Linked DNA regions of Mus musculus: region 2 is linked to region 1. A link is a contact called in public Hi-C data. All regions are on one chromosome and are shown on one strand. Each heading gives the region's core, a stretch centred on a gene start, on an enhancer-like site or on the middle of the called end of the contact. The rest is flanking DNA. Distances are from core to core; before and after follow the strand shown.

The links. Hi-C and Micro-C count contacts between places; a contact is called where the count stands out from the background.
Region 2: a contact with region 1 is called in a Hi-C map of uterus. The contact joins two enhancer-like sites. A contact is called at or near these places in 2 of 484 Hi-C or Micro-C datasets (pancreatic cancer cells and uterus) and 1 of 115 datasets of contacts at active chromatin or transcription factors (bone marrow-derived macrophages).

What each region holds. Positions count from the first base shown.
Region 1 is chr4:58,579,507-58,583,548 of GRCm38.p6, reverse strand. No RefSeq gene overlaps it. Among named protein-coding and RNA genes, the nearest start is that of Lpar1, 28 kb to the right of the region's middle. Within about 2 kb of position 2,093, at least 21 of the 459 cell types and tissues checked have an H3K27ac peak or open chromatin away from gene starts, as enhancers often do. A contact at or near this core is called in uterus, where this site is marked.
Region 2 is chr4:58,661,505-58,665,546 of GRCm38.p6, reverse strand. No RefSeq gene overlaps it. Among named protein-coding and RNA genes, the nearest start is that of Lpar1, 110 kb to the right of the region's middle. Within about 2 kb of position 1,731, at least 18 of the 459 cell types and tissues checked have an H3K27ac peak or open chromatin away from gene starts, as enhancers often do. A contact at or near this core is called in uterus, where this site is marked.

The sequences.
Region 1 (4,042 bases), core at 844-3,343:
TATACATACCTTGTATGAATTATACATGACATAAGCTATGTCCAAGCGAAAGTATATATAATATCCTATGTAGAATAATTATAGAGAATGATACTTGGTTGAACAGTCAGGGAATAACTATGCTTATTCTAACTTTCTCTGAACTAGTCTTTAAGGAAAGTTAAAATCTCAAAGCCCTTACATATAAGACACCGGGCAGAACATGGAAACTGGTGTAGAGAAGAGGACAAACCTCACCAAAGTCAAAGACTGGGATGAGTGTTGGAATATTGGAACAAGAGAGCGGCAAGAGATGGAGCCTGAGAGGCTGGAAGATGTGGTAGGAGGAGGAGCATGGTGAAACATTAAAGGTTGGGAAGTCAGCATGTTTTGCCATCTTAGACAGTGATCTGATCGATAAACAAACAGGAGACTCAGAGTTTATCATAGAATCTTCAGTTTTGGTTAGAAGTGACTTTGGCGGTGGGGGAAAAACCACCTTGAGAGTTCCTTGCCAACCGAGCGAGCGTGATCCTTTTACACATTTCCGGTAGGGGCGGTGCTAGCTTTGAAGCCTATAAGATGGAAATTCAGATCCAGGATTTGCTGCTTTGCTCTCAGATTCTGGCCAATGAGCATTGAGTTCCCGTTCCCAGTGTTTAAGACTCGGGTAGAGAAAGCCTTCTTTCCCAAAGGTTTCATGTGAGTGAGAGTGAAGCTGTGCCTGTGGTGTACTGGGCAGGTAGCCACTCTGTGGCTGTTGATCATCATCTTAAAATGCTTCGTTTGGGCTTTTTAAACACTCCTTACAGGCTTTGTGCAGATAGTAGGGCTTCCAGTTCTGTATGTTTATGAGATCTCTGTGTGTCTCTGCATCTATCAGTGTTCCTTGCGCTTTTCCTATGGCTCTTTTTCTTCTGTTGGTTTTGTCATATTCTGGTTTATTTGTTTTTGTTTTATCTTATTTTAATTTATTATTATTTTTTAGGTAAATGTTTGAGAGAGAGAGAAGCAGAGAGAAACAGAGAGGGAGAAAGGGTGTGGCTTTGGATGGGAGGGGTAGGAAGGAATTGGGGAAGAGTTGGGGGAAGGGGACCATAATCAGAATATATTGCGTGAAAACAATCTATTTTCAATTTAAAAAATTATGTACTATCGCTTTAATAGTACATTATGGCTCAGAGAGTAGGATCTCTCCCCTCCCCCTCCCCCTCCCCACTCCTCCCCTCTCTTTCTCCCCCTCCCTCTGCCCCTCTCTCCAAGGGGCATCTTAGGCTGGGCTCAGAGTTGAGAATTCTACATACTTGAGAATGCCTCTGAATTAGAAGTTTGGTCAGGGCCACTCGGGGCGCAGCTTGGGGCCACCGCGTTGGGGGAGGGGAGGTAGAAGAAGTTTGGTCAGATTTAGTCTACCACTTTTTACACCCACTCAAAATAGAAATGGCCTCTAGTAGGCAAACCTGAACACACCCAGAGATTCTAGGTGACTCTGCTGTTTGTATGAAGGCAACAGTTCCATTCTGTCTCCTAGAAACTAATAGAAAGAATGGGTGAGCTGGAGCTAGCAAGGCAGACAGCCCACTGAGTACTGCAGGCATTTGATTTAATCCGATGGTTGAATTACACAGAAAAGATCTGTGCAACACCATGCAGTACATGGTGGCCACAGAGCCCATCAGAGCCCCTGGGTTGATAGAGCTGAGTCCTTGGTTTATTGTGGATATAAGGATAAAAGACATTTTTCACCTTTGAGGTAATAGTCCTGTCATTTTGGCCAGCGAAGTGGCCACGCCTTTGATGCCAGCACTCCCTAGGCAGAGGCAAAGGCAGGCGGATCTCTGTGAGTTTGAGGCTAGCCTGGCCTATAGAGTAGTTGCAGGATTGCCAGAGAAACCAGGTCTCAAAAAGACAAAACCAAACCAAATGACAGTCTTGACTTTTCCTGAGATGGTCAGCTGAGTGTTCACAAGGATGTGATGGGCCCCTGAGCTCGCTGGTGGGGATCCTTAGGGGGGACTGAAGCCTCCCAGGCTCCATCGTGGGGTTGTCTGCTTACCTAAGCACTCTGAGCCTCTGGGTTGTCTTAGTCATTCTGGACAGATGTAAGAGAACACTGCATCAAACGCCTTTCTTCCTTTTTCCCCCTCCTATGACTCGTATAAGAAAGTTTACATGTGTTATACAAGTCAACAGCCACATGACTTGTGGTTTTTACAAACCTAGCTGGTAGCGTTTTTCCAACATGTAAGGTTCACCCTGCTCCTGGGACTACACCCCAGGGACAGAAATGCGCAGGCACGAAACATGGAGCCCTTCATTGGGTGGACAGACAGGAAACAGACATGTTCAGTTGTGCTCCAGCTAGCAACTGGGAAGACTCATGTCACTTTATAGTCCCTATTTCACAACAAGGCTCTAAGCCTAGGTGTTGTCCTTTTAGAACTGACCCATGGATCCAGACCTTTTAGTTTTAGAGAAAACTAAAAGCGTAACGTGAAGAATATATCCCATTAGATGCCCAGGAGGCAGTGAAAGCCCAAGAAGATCTAGAAAGGGAACCACTGTGGCCGGCTGTGTACCACCACGGTTCACAGACAAACGGACCCAGACACTCCCCAGCTGCCAGTGTCTTTTGGGGGCAAAAGAAAATATTATAAGACATAAAGTGAACATTTAGTTGGCTTTTCCTCAGGTGATACAGTGCAGACTTTTAAGGTTTTTCCAACTTCTGCGCTAGGAAAAAAGGGTTTGAAGCAAGTGAAGGAACGGACCCTTACCACAGCGGATGCAATGCTGGTCTAATCAGAGGAGGGGAAAGACCGTATCATTTAGAATAAACAAAAAAGGGGAGAGCAATTTAATTGGCTCCTGATGTTCCGTCTAACACAGGCCAGAAGTCTTAAAACCTAGAGGCTTATTTTTATTTGTGAGTATATTTATTTTTATTTTTAAATGAGTTTTCCATCTGTGCTGATGGAATTCCAGTCAAGAAACTTCCATCTTGGCTTCTTTGATCTTGTGCTCACCTTTGAAAAGCATGAAAAGGTCTTCTCTTTTCCTTATGTAAAAGTACTTCCAGCCAGTGTTTAATATTATAGAGATGTTTATCAGACTTGGGACGGGCATACTGAAGCTGTTCTGCAGTTGGGCCTTTCTCTCCTTGGCTCTTCATCTGCTCACAGCCACAATTTCCCCTCCCCCACCCTACGATTCTCGACCTAACATGATTGGTTTTGTACAGATGAGGGGTGTGGGTGGCTATCCTTAAAGCTGTTCTAAAAGCAAGGGAGAATAAGAAGGAAATGGGCGTTTCTTCTGCGAAGCCTCTTGGCGGGCTGTGGAGGTTCCAGGGCTGCCGGCTTCAGCATGGTGTACCTGCTGGACAGCGATGAGAAGCCCAGGCTTCCAGGCGGTCCCTCGAAGATGATTCTTAGTGGGGAACCCCTTACTCCCCATATCTAAGGAAGCCAGCTGTCTACAAATTATTTAAGTTCAGCAGATCAAACAGGTCTCAGTGAACACATGTAAATAAAATGGAATTTGTTTTGCAACCAGTGATTGTGCGTGTGTGTGCGTGTGTGTGTGTGTGCGCGTGTGTGTGTGTGCGCGTGTGTGTGTGCGTGTGCGTGCGCGTGCGCGTGCGTGTGTGTGTGTGTGTGCGTGTGTGTGTGTGTGCGTGCGTGTGTGTGTGCGTGTGTGTGTGTGTGTGTGCGCGTGCGTGTGTGTGTGTGCGTGTGTGTGTGTGTGTGTGTGCGTGCGTGTGTGTGTGTGTGTGTGTGTGCGTGTGTGTGTGTGTGTGCGTGTGTGTGTGTGCGTGTGTGTGTGTGTGTGTGTGTGTGTGTGTGTTTTCAAATGAAAGGGTCATGAAGCCTAGGGATCAGAGAAGATTCTAGAAAAACTAGAGGGTTTTTTTTTTTTTTTCCAATTTGCTATCCACAATGTTTTTGGTCTTTGTTTTTAAATAAGCTTAGATGCTTATCAGTTTTGGCTTACATGTTATGTGAGTTTTCTTACTCAGTGGAAGTATGTTTAGGGAATTTGTACTTTTTCAATTTTTTAAACG
Region 2 (4,042 bases), core at 482-2,981, 82 kb before region 1:
TCTTAGAAGGGGGAACAAAATAATCACAGGAGGAAATATGGAGACAAAGTATGGAGCAGAGACTGAAGGAAAGGCCATCTAGAGATGGCCTCATTACTCAGTTTGGCGCAAGCTGAAGCCATTTGCATGATGTGCTGTTCATTTGGAAGGATCTTACAGCCTTACGTCTCAGTTCATTTCCGTGGCAGACCCTGCTTCCTATGAGATTTCCAACTACATCAGTCACCCCTATCAGAGATCCAGGTTGTAGTACAAACCCATGGGGCCTGGGATTTAAAAAATAAAGTACACCCGGGTTTGAGGATCTGTTTCCCATTGTGACAATTAGCCATTGGTATAGTGATTTATTTTTCTCAACCGTCCATCGAACAAACCATTACTAGGTACCTGTTATTAGCCAGGACATTTCATGGGCCCTTGGGACTCAGTGCTTGGAGTTTACAACCTAGTTGGGATGATGGCTAGATGATAAAGGAGTGAGTAAACACATGTGTGCCAAAAGGTGCTAGTGCGAGCAGTGTGTAGGATGCGGTGTGAACACAGGCAACCTTCCATAGGTTTGCACTAAAGGAAGGCAGAAATGTGCTATTGCAGTTTAGGGTGAGTGGGGATTACAGGGATTGAGCGAGGGTTGTTTCTAAAGAGCCTCTAGTGCTCTTTCTACAGAAAATGAGGGTGCAGGTCAAAGAGGGAGTAATTGAAGCAGCACTGTTGCTGAGATGGAGAGAGTGAAGACATTACAGCTCAGTTGGAAGGCTCAGACAGAGGAGGGATGGGAGAGAACCAGGACAGAAGTTCAGAAAGTCTGTAGATTTGATGGTTAAGATACTGGCTGGTTGGTTCTGTTTCCTTAGTGACAAAAGACAGGTCTTCTCCTGAGACATGGGGACAATGGGCAGATGCTTGCTTGAAGAAAGTGGAAAAGGTTCAAGCCAGACCTTTTAGAGAGATGAAGAGTGAGGAAGGTGCAGATAGATGGGTGGACTGCCTTCAGCTGACGGGCCCTTTTGAGACTGTTGCCCACGGCCTGTGGGTGTAGCTCAGTGGGTCAGAGCTTGCTTCGCATGTGCAGAGTCCAGGATGTGCTGTGCTCCTATACTTGCAAGCCTAGCCCTCACTTGGCAGGTAGATGCAAGAGGTTCAGAAGTTCAAGGCCAGCCTGCCTCAAAAGTAAGAAAAATTATTAAAATGGAAAAAGAAAAGTGATCTTAACTAGAAGGGACTTTTTTTTTTGGTTTTGCTTTTCTTGTAGAAAATGCCTCTTTTATTATTTTTTTCTACTCATTTTAAAAATGATTATAGCATTGCCCTTATCCCTCTGCTTATTTATGTTTAATTTTTAAAGTATAGAACACCTCCATTCGTTGCCTTTTGAAGGCACTGCCCCCTTTCTCCGTCACTCTGACTGTCTAGAGATTGGTGGAGAGTAATGTTTAAGATTCATTTCGGAGATTCCATTTGTTTACTGAGCTTTTTTTTTCCTGGCCTGTCTAACGGATGAAGAATATTTCTTGGCAACACTAACAAACTAAAAAAAAAAAAAAAAGAGAGAGAGAGATTTATTTTCAAACAACTGCTTTCCTTCCAGATAATAGCAAATTACATAAAACATTTCTAGGTCAACCAAGGCAACTGAGAAATTTTGATTTTGACCATGGCTGAGACAATTTGCTGTGGAGATGGCCGCAGGCACACAGAGGCTCCCTAAGCCAGTTGGGGGCTGTAATTGATTTCATATGTGCTCTGAGTAATTCCGCAGATAAATGTCCCAGAGGTAGGGTTGCTGGGGAGTGCCTTGGCTGTTTCTAATAAAACCTTTTCTTAAAATCCCAAGGCTTTCTCCCCTATAGATGCACATAATTAAAGGATTTGAATGAGATGTATTCATGTTTGTTAATGACTTTCTACCTCTCTCTAATTACGACAGGAACACATAGCCTTAACTAAAAGTACAGACGTAACCAAGAGCCCAGCAACTACTGGATATTCACATACATACATCTCTCTAGCTGAGATCAGATAGGCTTGTAAAGTCACTTTTATGTGTTACCATGAGCTTTTTATTCATGTTTACAGTTTTCAAAGTATACATCCAATAGTCTTTTAACATTATATAGTAACCCACCCCCCAGTTTTCCATGCTATCTCTAGATTCCTAGAGGTAAGGCTGTTGGGGCCACCACGGGGCTTGGGCAGTCAGGAATTGGGAGGCAGGTCATAGAGCTGGTTGACACCATACTCCGCTGTACCTTTTAAACAGCAGCTCCACGCAAAACTCATTTTAAGCTAAGCTTTTGCATCAAATGATTTTCTCTAAGAGAAATATCACTATGTGCAGCTCAGGCTGGCGTTGATCTTGCTGTGTAGTCCAAGTTGGCCTTGAAGTTCTGATCCTCCCTAAATAAAACTTTTGGAGAAGTGTTCTCATGCATAGATACTTTTGCAGTCACCATTAATGGCTGTTTAACCATGTTGTATTTCTTGCCTGTTTTTCATTTCTATAGCTGAAATAAAGTTATGGGCAGCTTTGCACACACAGAGCTGGATCCTGATCTATAATGCTTTGACTTAGGGGTTTTCAATTTAATTTTAGTGACATGAAAGCTGTATGCATTCGTTGGGAGCTGTCCTTTCTCGTTCAGTTTTGCTTGTATTGTGGACTAGTGTTATCTGGTGCAGTGTGTGCTCCTGTTGCTGGACAGTCATAGTGAGTCTTAGCTCCTAGTTGAATACCATGTTCATGAGGGTAACTGTCGATACTGTGTTGTCTGTGTGTGTGTGTGTGTGTGTGTGTGCAAGTCTGTTCATGCACATGTGTGTGTGCAGGCCAGAAACTAACATCAGTGTCTTTCTCTATTGCCCTTCACCTTTTATTTTAAGACAGGGTCTCTCATTGAACCTGGAGATCATCATTTTGGCTTGACTACTTGGCCTACCAATCTCCAGGATCCATTTGTCTCTGTTCCATGCCCCAACCCAGGGCTGTGTTATAGACATGTGCTGATATTCACGTCTAGTTTTTACTTGAGGGTAGAGGATCTGAATTCATGACCTCATGCTGTCACGGGAAATACTTTCCTCCCTGAATGTCCTCTCCAGTCTCATTTTACTTATTTATATATTTTGGATATCATATTTTGTGGTTGTATTTTCACATTTGAAAAATATTCATCCACATAATGTGCCTATTTGTGTGATAAATGCATTTTTGACTTCCAGTATTTTCAAGTTATAATGAGCTTATCAGAACAGAACTATATTGTAACAAGGAACATTTGTGTGTGAGTCCCTCTGTGTGTAATTCATGTATATACTGGAGGATTTACAAAGCTACGGAATTCCTGGGCCAAGAAACTGATACTATTAAATTATGCTGCAGAAATAGGAAAGGGTGGTTAGTTCTGCAGTGCAAATCCCTCACAGCAGTGTGGAAACTGACATGCCTGCAGAGCACAGATGGTGTTCCTCGGTTGTCTTCTGTACAACGGTTGAGAAGTATCACACTGCAGCTGTCTTAATAGCCCCTATCTGTCATGAGAGGCTAAATTCTAGCCATGTGCTTACCAGAGCTTCTTTCTTACACAGATTGTCTATTTCCTTAAGTATTGTTCCTCATGCCTGCTTCCCTGCATCCACTGCCTGCTTCTGTGGGGGTTACCTCTCCTGGAGAGCTTGCCAGGTAGACCCCCAGATACACCGATGTGCTTTGTATATGGAGAGAAATGGCCTTGGGCTTCATTGATGAATATTATTATAGCTTATAGTTAAGGTCTTGACCTAATACCATGTAACATGTTTCATGATGTCTAATTTATCAGTTCCTTGTTTTATGACTCCTTCTTTGGTCTTTAAACTTGGAGAAAAAAAAAAAACTTCCTATGTTCTTAAACATCAAACTATCTGGTCAACAATTTTCCTGAGAAAACATTTGGCATTAATTCACTATAATTAATTAAAAATTGTTGTTTTAAATATTAATAAAGCAAATATTTAATTATTGTATTAAATATTTTATTTTAATTAATTTAAAATTGGATATTTT